Regions from separate parts of the Oryzias latipes genome. Here region 2 is linked to region 1. The links are chromatin contacts, called in public Hi-C maps. All regions are on one chromosome and are shown on one strand. The core of a region is the stretch at or near the end of the contact, and the rest is flanking DNA. Distances in the headings are between cores, read along the strand shown.

Region 1 (6,280 bases), core at 2,284-4,783:
GGCTGCTTCCTTTAGGGGGCGCCACAACTGTTTCCTGTCTTTCAGTCAGTGATGTGATGTTCTTCCTGCTGCAGAAGCAGCGCTCACAGAAACAAAATCGCATCACTGGGCAATAAAGTCAAGTCTGTAGAGAATTTAGTGTCACTAGGTGCGGATCAAAAGTGGCTGATGCCGATTGTTGATCCGATCGTGGCGGTGTGGCGCTCCGGAGGACCGACCGGACCGTAGCTTTGTGTTTGTGGGCAAGGGAGGGGGCTTCGGAACTGTTACCTTCGGAACCCTAAAAAAACAATTTTTCTTATATGATACGAGTTTTTTCCGCGACTCATTTTCCTACCCAAAAGTAAGACGACTCGAACTCTGAGGCTCCGCCTTTCGCTCCTTGTGGGTGCCGCCCATTTTATGGCGAACCTCCGAAGTTTTGCAAAGATGGATGTTCATACCGAGCATAGAAAAGGAAAGCGTTTAGCCCATCAAAGGCAGCGCAGCAGAGAAAGTGGCCGTGTGTTTTTTAGCCCGGGGGGCGGAGCTGGCAGCTCAGACTCTTCCTGGAAGGGGCGGGTCCTCACTTTGTGACATCAGATTGGTGCTCAGAGAGCAGGATTTCAGAGACGTGTGGATCAAAAACATCGCTTTTCGTGAGGAATTAACGTTTTAAAACACGTAAAAGCTCAAAAGGTTGATTTTGCGTGACGAACGCCGTTTTTATCCAGTTTCTTTATCGTTCTTAACGGACGTGAAGCGTTCTGTTGTTCCTGCCGATTTCTGTCTGACGCTCTGCTGCCGTCTCTCCCGTCAGGCGCGGCGGTCCGGTCAGCAGCTTCTCCTCCGGCCGCTCCGGCCGCCGCAACCTCAACCTGGACGGCGCGTCGGTGGACATGTCGGACGACGACGCAGACAGCCGCTCCGGCGACTTCAACGACACGCAGACCCCCACTGCGGAGTAAAAACCCCCTCCTGCCCCCTCCTGGTTCCTGATCCCATTCCCCCCCTCTTTTTTTTTTTTTTTTTTTTAGAAATCAGTTAACCCCTCCCTCAATGGATGACACCCCCCCCGCCCTTCCATCTAGATCAAACAGACATGTCTGCCTTACTCTGATCAAAGCAGTGGATCATCTATAACCCCCCCCCCTCCCCCCAGACATGAAGTTGACATGATGAAGACGATGTTCACGTCTTCACACCTTCAAAGTGCTTTTTATATCCATGTGACGCCACAGTAGGGTCAGGAGAACGGAAACTTTTCAGTCTGATGGTGTTTGTGCTAGGAATGACCCCCCCCCCCCCCCCCCGGTGTTCAGGCGCCACCGGCCCCACCCGCCGCACGAACTCTGAGGACGTTCCATCTTCAGCTTCCTCAGGACAACCTGGAAAGGCTTTTACTTTGAAAAGCAGAGCTTCCTTTTCAACCCTCGGCGGGAAAGGGGGACGAAAAAAAATGTCCGGTGTGGTTCGAGCTTCAGAGGGAAAACTTTAAGCTCCTCCCACTGATGGTCAAAAGATGCTGGAAAAAAGCAGAACTGCACAGAAAAGCTGAAATAAAGGATGGAACTGGAATAATGAAACTTCCATGTTTGTGCTTCACCTCCAGATGTTATCAAACCCACAGCTTTCTAATGTTGAATTATGGGTAATGTAGGCATTGACAAAGATCGGGATTTTATTAAAACTGTCAATTCTGACTAAAGATTTCCCAGTTTTTCTCACGCGGATCATTTCGGCTGCTTTTGCTTTGGTTTTCACGTCTGCAGATGTAAATGTGTAGCTCTGTGACTTGAATGTATTCGTGCTCGGACTTTATTATGAAACGGTGACGACTTCTTCCAAACCTGTACCCCAGAACTCACTGAATGACGGCCACACCCCATAAGCCCCGCCCCCTAACGCCAACTCTTATCAGTTCGTTTCTTTAAAAGTGCCTTAGACACTAAACCAGAACACGAGAGGGAAACAGTTCCACGCGAAAGCTTCTCATTGTTTTCTGATCCTTTCGTATCTGCCAGCGGCCCGGGGGTTTGGGTCAGAACCAGAACCACAGTATGAGGATGGACGGACAGGAAGTGGAGCGCTCTGCAGCTCCTTCTGCTGACCCAGAAGTGCTGATAATTTGCTGCGCGGGATTTTATTTTGGTTGGAAGCTTTAACATCCACAACTAGGTTTTTTTTTTGTGTGTTTTTGTTAAACAGCAGAATCTCCCGTCACCTTCCTTCCTTCCTTCCTTCCTTCCTGTATTTTAAGACACTATTTTTGTTTTCCTGTTTGTTTTTGTAAAAGTAAAATAAAGCATTATTCACGGTTTGTCTTCAGGAACATGAATCCTCTGATGTTTCATCGTCTGTTGTTCCCATTAGTCAGAAAAATGACAATTATCTCCTTTTTTTAATCCTCACTTTGTGCAATACTGCCCTCTAGCGAGCAGTTGTTGTAACTCCAGGAGGTAGACAGCTGAAAACGTCCAGAACTTCACATTTAAGACGTTTTAACCCTTGTGCTATCCTAGGCACTTTAACATTGGGAGTGGGGTCATCTAGACCCACTAGACAGTGCTCTGAACCTTTTTTCTTCAATGATTTGTGATCTTCACTGGTGTCCATGGATTACATGAAATCTTTCCACCTTTGTCATGGTAGGGAGAACATGTCAATGGAAGGGGGGGGGTCATATGATGGCACCATAGTTTAATAAGTGGGCGGAGCTCTGCTGGTTTTTGATTATAGTTCTTTTCATCAAGTCGGGCAGCAAAGTTTCTCTGGGTCCAACTCTCCACCCGACCATCACAACACCCAGGCGCCTCCGGTCTGGTTCTGGTCCTGGAGTCGCAGGATGTAAAGGATCCGCTGGTGCATCAGACAAGACAAGAACCTTTCATGGTCTAGAACTTACAGAAGCTGGTATCAGAGGACGTCAAATAGAAAATTTCTTCTATGGAAACGAAAAGGACAGTTTTCAAACATGACAATCAACTTTGTGAACATGTTTTTCTAGAATAAACCAGAATAAATAACTCTGGTCTTTCACATTTGATTATTTTTAGATGGTTTCGTCAAAACTGAAATCCATTTGTGAGACTCAGAAATCTTTGCACTGACTAATAACCTTTCATTGAACTCATCTGCTTTCACTACACAAAAACGCGAATAAAACCTCTGATTTGACTCTAATGTACCAAAGTAAGTTGGTGATACCGCCCTCTGCTGGTGACAATTGATTATTTGCGTCACATTTCTACTTCCTTCTTTCTGCTTTTGCCGATTAAACGGAGGTTTTTGCAATTTTCTGCCATAAAAAAAAACGTAAACGAAGCGGCGCGATTTAAGGTAGAAATAAAGATGGGAGTCAATTTAAAAACCAAATAGTTTGTTTAATTTTTTTTATAACAGACACACAAAAATAAACTACCAAAGACCAAATTAGGTAAGCAGATGACCACCACGTGCCGCGTCTCTCCTCCTCTCCCCTGTAGAGAGAGCGCGGCTCATAAAGACGTCACCCTCCGCTCCGGTCACGTGACTTCACATCCACCTTCGCCGCTCCGCAGGAGGAGCCGTCGAGGGAACGAGCAGCGCCCCCTCCTGGAGGACCACAACAGTCTTTGGCGTCTTTTCTGGTGCAACCAGCTGGTCGAGCACGCGTACACGTGCACACGAACACACACACACACACACACACACACAGAGGGAGGGGGGCACACAGACAGACCACGGAAGAACAGTTTTCCTAACAGAGGTATTCTGGGAAACAGCAGTGTTCAGACGAAGCGAAGAATCCCTGAAGGACGAAGCTGCCATCACTAAAGAATTTTTTTTTTACTAAACTGAGACTTTAATTTTGCTTTTTTGTTACAGACAAACAGGAAACTTTATTTTGAAAGAAGGAGGGACAAAAACTTTCTGCTCCGCTCACAGCTGATCTGAAGGACTGAACACCTGATCCAGGTATCGTCCAACCCAAGAGATCTGGATGTGATACATGAGGGGGTGGAGCTTATGTCTGTGGTTAACCCTTGTGCTATCCTAGGCACTTTAACGTTGGGAGTTGGGTCATCTAGACCCACTAGACAGTGCTCTGAACCTTTTTTCTTCAATGATTTGTGATCTTCACTGGTGTCCATGGATTACATGAAATCTTTCCACCTTTATCCACCTTTGTCATGGTAGGGAGAACACGTCAATGGTCATCTTGACCCCACAGGATAGCACAAGGGTTAAATGCAGCGCCACCTGTAGGCGCAGCCTTGCTGGAAGGGGCAGCGCCACCAAATAAAGCTGTAGGTAACAATGCTGCCCTCTAGTGTTTGCTGGTGTAATCGCAGAAGCTGCAGTTTCCTGTTGATCTTATTTAAAAAACATTCGTGATTATCTGTGAACCGTTGAAGATTTACAAAGAGATTTCCCTCGGATTCACGCCATTTGGACACATCATAGTTCCATGCGTACAAAATATTTCCTGCTAGATACAATAAAGTCTATTTCCGGTTTGAGGCTGGAATACATGTTTACTTTAACCCTTTTGCTCTCCAATGACTCCCCCCCCTTCCATTGAGGTGTTCTCCCTACCATGACAAAGGTGGATAAAGGTGGAAAGATTTCATGTAATCCATGGACACCAATGAAGATCACAAATTAGTAAATAGTGGGTCTAGATGACCCAACTCCCAATGGTAAAGTGCATAGGATAGCACAAAGGTTACAGGCGGCGCTGCACCTACAGGCGGCGCCGCCCATGTACACGCTGCTGCAAATCGACGACTAACCATCTGTTCAGTAAAGGCAGCTTCAGTCCTTCAGGTTTTTGACTAAAGCATGTCATAAACGTCATCAGCTCCTGTAAATGTGCTCCCCTCCTTCATAAAACAGTTTTACTGCCGTTGCATTCAAATTTTACAAATTAGGATTCATCTTTTTCTGTTTTTGGAGAACTAAAAAGCTGGAGTCCAGCTCAGAACTGGACCTGGAAGTCCTTCAAACCTCTGAAGAACCGGCCAGAACTGTTGCTACATCTGAAGAGGATCGGAGGGAACTTCAGCTTCTGCCTGAAGACTCGCCCGAGAAAAAAAAAAAAAAGTCATCAATCATTCAAACATCTGCAGAAATGCTCTGACAAGCTGAGGTCCAAAAGCAAACGGAGCTTTTTCAGGCCTGCATAGATCGGGTTCATACTTGTTCAATACAAACTAAGGCGTTTTTGTCGTTAAGTTATCAGTAAGCAAAAAAAAATAAAATAATTCAAGTAGGCTACAGTCTGGTTGTTGCTCCCTCACGCTCCTCCACCCAGGAGGAACCAGAAACATCTTCAAGTCTTTCTTCATCCACAAAAAGGTCCAGTGAGATTCAAGAGCACCAAAAAACACGTCCAAATGGGAGGCGTGGCCTCACCCGCTCACGTTGGGACCATGTCGTCTGTGGGCCGAACAGGAGGCGGGGCCGAACGGGAGGCGTGGCCTCACCGGCTCACAGAGGAAATGGTCTCAACGTGAGCGTCTGTCCCATTTCTGCACGCACACACATTCATCGTCAGCCTTTCCTCTCACACGTGAACCACAAATAATTTATCCGTTTTAACTTAAGCTAAAACTTAACAGTCACTTGTGGGAGACGAGGACGCCAAACTTCTTCTACCGACACGACGATTCCCACGGCCGGAGAGACACCCTACACAGAAACGTCGCCAGTCCCGATACTTCACAGGATCTTTGACACAAACTGGGTCGGGTCGGGCCTACGGCTCGTCTGCTGCTCGCCCGCTGGCTCGCTCGCTCGCTCACACTCGTTCCACAGTGATCACGGTCGGTCGTATGTAAACATGTTGACAGAAGATTCCACACATTCACTCCTCTCTCAAACCCAAACTCCTTCTGGTAAAGCGTCCAAACGGATGAGATCCTTCAGGTCCGTTTGACGGAGGCAGTGGAGGCCCCTCCCCCTTCGTACCACGGCAGGTCAGCGGCTCTTTCTCTTCACTTCTCCACCCTGGCTTTGGTTGGCGTCTGGACGGGGGAGAAGACGGAGACGGTGAACATCTCCGATGGACGGAGAGGACACAAACGCAGCAAGTCCCCGATTGGTCAAAGTTCAACCGGTTCAACTTTCGATGCGCGTTCAATGGATCCGCGTTTTTAAAAAACTGCATAGTGACGCATGCACGCGCGGGTTTCCGACGCAGAAGTCCCAAACGTAGCTTGACAAGCATTTACGTTTCTCCAAGGCGCAAACACAGCGGCGGCGGCGACTTGTTCTCAGGCGCCACTTTCAATGACAAGTCTCCAAAAACGCGCGTAGA
Region 2 (6,280 bases), core at 2,045-4,544, 40 kb before region 1:
AAAGAGTTATGGTATGTCAGTAGCGTGTTTTATTTATGTGTCGCCAGCAACATCTCCAATGTTAAAGGGTTAACTGGCAAAGCATTAAACAATTTTCTTGCAATATGTGTTAGACAGAAAAACAAAAGAAATTCTGAAGAAAATCCAACTTGCCAATTTGAAGGATGGAGGAGACCCCTGAGGTCCTTGGTTCTTATCCAACTGAGAATGGCCTCATGGTTAATCCCTGTTTGGCTCATTTATTTGCATCCCTATGTAGAGCTCCAGGGTCTATCAACTGATTTGCTCTTGTTGCATTATTACGTAACATAATAGACATTCTTCTTATAAAACTTTACAGGGAAATATAAACCACAACCCTCTTGCATCAAAGTGGTTGTATGTTGTGCAGACCATTAGCATTTTATGAGGTTCTAAGCCAAAGACAGCCAGCTGAGTCATTCTTCAACTCACGCTGGGTGAGAATTGCTGATCTGTCTGCTTTGTATCCTTCTGGGAGTCTGGAGGGGTTACAGTGGCAACAGTCCAAGGATCACATCCATATAAATGTACATTTGTATACGTATTCTTGGCATCCATAAATATTGGCGTTAATTGATTTTAACTCTTGCGATGTTGCAGAGGATTGAGACGATTCTGCTTGTGGTTCCAGAACAACAAATCTGGGTATGGCCAGACTGCTGTATGGGGTTAAGTCTGAAGCATCTGTGTACACGGCAGAGGTGGGGAGGGTGTATTACTGACCATCTGGTGACATCACCCCCACCCTCTATAATCACTCACCACATCATAAGATACTCACCCACAATACTTTTTTATTTTAAGATACAGATTCTATCTTTTTCACTGCTACAGTTTTCAATTAACTGCTCAAGTTGTCTGTTTTATTTAAGTATTTGGTCCTCAACGCATAATAGCATAATACAATTTATTTATTGATTTTACTGGAGCTTTAAACCTGTGTTTGTGATTGATTGGTGTGAAACTTGAGCCACATGTCAGATGTCTGTTCCAACTTCTGCCATACAGATAATCCATTCTTTACCCACATTATGTTTAAGATTGTTCCTGTTCCACAACTGGGTTATTTTGCAGCCTTTGAGCCTGTGAGCTCAAAGGCTGCAACAGACAACATCATTAAGGAGATTATAGCGATTCAGCCAAGCACAAAAATCAGGAAGACTCACAGTAAAAACAAAAAAAAGGTGATTAACAATCTGATGCCAGGTATTGAAAAACATATATAAAGAAGAGTTAATTTTAAATAAACTATTAAATAAACATGAGGCCAAAGTTAAGATAAAGTTTGTTATTAAAATAACTTGGGCAAAATGTCTCCACCAAATGGAATCTGACTGTTCTTTGTACTGTGTGTACCCCATGATCTGTCTCGGATTAATGCCTCAGCTACAGCAGCAGCCATAGCAGGCTGTAACCCTGCCCTGGTCAGACTGAATGTATGTCAGCACGTCACTGGAGAAAGACAGCTGTCTGATTGGCTATTAAAATATAAATATTTCATCATAACAAGGTTTGTAGATATGCTGAGGCACAGCAATGAGCAATAAATACCCCAAGATATTTGTGAATTTATGACAATTATTAGGCATTTAGTACATAATGTAGTGAAGCAGATGGATATCTTATATAAGGGTTTCTGGATAGGCAAGATGCTGAACCAGAATAAATATGTTGTATATTTAAAAAACAATTCCCAGCAGAGTTTAACTTTTTTGCTCTGACATAATGTATCCAATGGGGATCATGTGTATTTCATAAGTGCCAATGCAGATAAAAACACTGATACTTCAGGTCAGTGTTGGCTGATAAACTGTTTGTGCATCTGTTTTTAAAATAAAATTTAACATAAATGTAAAAAAAATGATAGGAAAACAAGAGTCAGATCTACAACTTCTTGTTTTTAATTACTCTTATAATACAAATGCGTTTGAAAAGGAATCAGGTATGCTCTACTATTTAAGTAAATGACGGTACATTTTCTTAAGTTTTCAGAGTTGAGTCCTTGAATCTTTATGGATTTTTTTATTCTTACTAGTCTTCTTATCACTCCTCTTTGTTTAAGATCAATGCAGTAATGAATAAAATGGATGCAAATGAACATGCTAACAGAATTCACTTGAGCATGATTTTTGATTTCATGTCCTCTTTCTCCTTGCAGACATACTCTGGTCTCTTCTGTGTGGTCATTAATCCCTACAAAAATCTACCCATCTACTCTGATAACATCATAGAGATGTACAGGGGCAAGAAGAGGCACGAAATGCCCCCTCACATATACGCTATCTCAGAATCTGCATACAGGTGTATGCTTCAAGGTAAGTGTCCACCCATCCCAGTCTTCCACCTTTACCACTCTGATGAATAAAAGGCTCTTTTTTGGATAACATTGAAGGTGATATTTGATCAACAAATTTGAAATCAGTTTGAACCATATCAAAATTAAAATATACCGGTAATGTTAGCTTTCTGTCAAAAGCACTAAATGTTTCATCATCACTTTTTATTTTGTTTTCTGCTGAAATTGCAGTTGTAACTTATTTATTTTAGAAAAACTCAATTTTTTAAGTTTTTGTAATCTGGAGATGTGCCCTCAGTGCCCTATCCGCCAGTTTTAACTGCACCCCATTAGTACACACACCCTTTACCCCTCAACATATACACTCCAACACATACATGCACACACACACACTGACAAACACACACACATGCATTTCACAAGGAAGGTGGGACCTCGGACCATCTGTCCCCTACCCAATCCTTGGCGGGGGGTACCAGGCCCTCGACGACGGCGGCCGTGTTCCCTGGGTGCTGGTTTCCTTGGCCCGGCAGCCCTCTCTCCCCGCATGCCATTCTGGCAAGACCAAGAGCCGGGGATCACATCACATCTGAGCCTGGGGGTGTCCGTGTGCCTGGGGTGTGGGTTCTGGCCCTTGCCCCTGAGTGCTAAGCCTCGCCAAATTTCCAACTGTGGGCGAGCCTGGTTGGGCCATGTTTACAACACCTCTTGTGGACCCCCTCTTCTCCTGGGTGCCTTCCTCCTGGTCAGGGGACCGGCCCCTGCCTTGCTCTCACCTGGACCAACCGGGGGCCGGGTGGGTGGCTGCCTGGAGCGTGGGATAAATCTCCCCTGGGGGGGGTCCTGGCTCATGCCTGGGTGGTGGTGGGGGGTTCTCGTCTGGTTGGGCTGGAGCTGCACTCTCTGTCCCCCCATGCCTCCCTGCTCTCTGGCTTTGGGGTGCCAGTGGCGATCCTGCTGTCTCTGGCCTGGGTGGCGGATGTGATCGCCCGGGGGGCGGTTGTTCTCCATCTGCTGCCGTGCGGGTGTTGGGGGGTTTTGGCTGCCGCTGTCAGAAGATTCATAACCCCTGTTGTTAAAGTAAAATATGTCCAACACAAGAGGCCTTCATCTCTCATCTGTTTGCTTACAAAAAAAAAAGAAAGGAAAAAAACCCTCAATTTTTAAGAGTTTTTGAGGCTAAGTGATGTCTTTGAAGGTCTTTGTGTGGAAGTTGGCGAGCTTCCAGAGACCGGCCAAGATCAGCCCAGCAGGAACAGAAACGGTGACCCCATTGTGCCCGACAATAGATCCTTTGTGCGATTGGGCCGGCTAACCACTGGGAGTGGCGACAAACTAGACAGGCCTTTCAGCCCTCCAAGGCTTTGCTCTTCTCATGTTGATGTGTTGAAGGAACCTTAGGGAGCCTCAATGATGCTGCTTGCCACCCCCCCACCCTGTAAACAAAAACTTGAGAACAACGTAATGCTGGATGTTGTTGATTTTGTGCTCATCATCCGATCTTTGATGGATCAAAACTAAACCCATTTCTTGAATCTTTTTTTTTTTTTTTTTACAAATGCAGTTAATTCAAACTAAACTATTAAAAAAAACTTGATGTGGAGTTAAAGATGAACTACTGTTACCTTTCTACTAATTGGTCCAAATTTTCTTTTTGCGTAAATATTTATCCCAATAGTTTGTTGACATGAATCTGTCAGGAGGCATAAAACTGCCTGGTATGCATTACCTCAAAAGATTTACTTTAGTATAAAGTATATTTTAAACTATTGAGCTGATGCATGCACATTTTATTACACAAAAGTACAGGCTCTCTCAAGCCACGTATGCCTTAGTACAGTGGCCTAAGGCCTAAGGCACAAGGTTAAAGTGAGCCACGGCACACTTTAACCTTGACAAAAATCCCGCGGCACACCAGCATCCAAAAAAAAAAAAAAACAGAGATTCATGGTCTGTATTGACCGACAGCCCCCCCCCCCCGCAATCTCACCTGCATTTTTGTGATAATTGTGGCCGGAAAAGCAGGAAGTTGCGGCTGTTTTTTCTAAGAGATGAAATGAAAGTTAAATTAGAAAATTTAGAAACTGTTTGTTTGTTGTGGTTTCAAGGCGTTTCGCAAGGACAACTCATTGTGCGCTGGGACACTGGCCGTTTAAGCCAATGCATCATGGGAGATGTAGTGTGAAAACTGCCGAAAACTTGCAGAAAGACTCGCGTCTCTGAGCTTCATTGTATTGTCCACTTGTTTCACGGTCTGACACCGGACTCTGTGGAAAGCTACATCGCTAAAGAAGAGCTTTAGCTGGTATTTTTGTTAGAACTGAGCGACTTTATCAGCAGAATTAAGAACAAGGAAGTGAAGACTTTAAGCACTTCTGATTGGTCAGACTGATGACATGTGATTAAGCCTTCAAGAATGATTGGTGGAGACAGTTAAAGGGATGGGACTTTTCCGCAAACTGTCATAGCTGCAGGGAAATCGCGGTAGCGTCATTCTTATCAAAATTTCTTTAATAGAATTAAATAAACACAAAGAAAAAGTAATTTTAAGATCTTTTATATTCCTAACTACTCAGTGTTTTATCAGGGCCTGTTTGGATGAACAAAGAGCTGATATCCTGGAGATGGGAAATGTTTTTAGATCAGTTAATGATTAATGAGGGCAATTTCTCCACGGCACACTTGACCATCTCCCACGGCACACTAGTGTGCCGCGGCACACTGGTTGAAAAACACTGCCTTTGTAACTACTCTCCAAATGGGTGGATACCATTGACTATGAGGAAACGGTGTCTCTTTCCCTTTGGCGTTCAGATCTTTCATTTACTAGCCCCCCTTTAAACCTGCGTACTGCGCGAGTAGCCCGTTAGTGCTGTTCACGTGCTACTTTTGGGCTCTTTGTATGCAGCCTAACTTTTAGAAATGAGAAAATTTGACATTTGGATTGTAGTTTGTGTGGGCGTCCTATGTGCACTTGAGTATCACCAGCAACATTTGCGTGCGGTCATGAAGTGGCCAGTACTTGCATCTTACTAACGACTAAAGTGTGGCATAAGGGCTCCGCACGACAGTATCTCCCATACGCCATAAGCGCTACAACTTAGTTTCATGAATTCGTACAAGCTTTAAGGGAACCGCAAGACATACCTGCGCACCCTTTAAGATGCAGCTGCTCCTATGGGCCTGGATAACCCAAAAACCTGCAGCACCCGTACGGATGAGTGTGACTTGGCCTAAATCAAGAATCCAGCATTGCTTTGGGCTCATCTGTTGAAGGAAACGCTGGGTGTGTGCAGCAAACAAACATATTGTTGTACCTTTGTGGGTTGCTTCTAAAACTAAACTCCACTGAATTTATTTCATCTGTTTCCTTGGAAACAGCTTTCTATATCTGACAGCACTTCTAAACGGATCCAGGAAGGACTGTAAAAGAAATGTTGCAGAGGGACATTGACGAGCTTGCACGGATTGCTTTTGTTCATGTACACGTGTGTCTGTGGTGAGAAGACTAACGATTGAGGTCGTGAATCATCAGAAATAGGGAGGCAGAGCGCACTTAAGTACACACTCTGATCTTGAGAACTGTCAGTTAGTAATACTTTAATATAGCATATTTTTGTTGGCTTGAATAAAATCCTCTGGCTGAGTAACTATATACTTTTGAGAATAAAGGGCTGACCTGTGTAGGTTTTTTCCCACCCAACCCATTTGTGAGCATATCAGAATGGACAGTAGTGGTTAGAGGTTTGTTTTGTAGGTTGGGGATTAGTGGAAGCCAGCTGCTTTGAGCTGTGGCTCTAAGCCTTTCACTAACCTGGTTAAAAAATATATGTCCAGCTGTATAAAGTAGCTTCAAGCTATTTCCCCTTTCACTGAAAAAGGTGTCATAATGATTTAGGGCTGTTTGTTTTTGATTTTTCATGATTTGATTCCAGCTTTTCAAGTTATAGTAGTATAGTAGAT

What was found. Hi-C and Micro-C count contacts between places; a contact is called where the count stands out from the background.
Region 2: a Hi-C map of embryo shows a contact between it and region 1, with 2.4 times the contacts expected there. The contact joins two enhancer-like sites. A contact is called at or near these places in 2 of 5 Hi-C or Micro-C datasets (both in embryo).

The regions. Positions count from the first base shown.
Region 1 is chr1:2,890,069-2,896,348 of ASM223467v1, reverse strand. LOC101167341 (ubinuclein-2-like) reads right to left here. Exons shown (of 16, transcript XM_023954150.1): 16 at 4,592-5,987. The coding sequence ends at 5,941. LOC101165692 (myosin-10) reads left to right here. Exons shown (of 45, transcript XM_011478025.3): 45 at 800-2,317. The coding sequence ends at 947. Among protein-coding and RNA genes, the nearest start is that of LOC101167341, 22 kb to the right of the region's middle. Within about 2 kb of position 3,533, at least 1 of the 8 cell types and tissues checked has an H3K27ac peak or open chromatin away from gene starts, as enhancers often do. A contact at or near this core is called in embryo, where this site is marked.
Region 2 is chr1:2,929,660-2,935,939 of ASM223467v1, reverse strand. LOC101165692 (myosin-10) reads left to right here. Exons shown (of 45, transcript XM_011478025.3): 3 at 2,180-2,336. Among protein-coding and RNA genes, the nearest start is that of LOC101165692, 10 kb to the left of the region's middle. Within about 2 kb of position 3,294, at least 2 of the 8 cell types and tissues checked have an H3K27ac peak or open chromatin away from gene starts, as enhancers often do. A contact at or near this core is called in embryo, where this site is marked.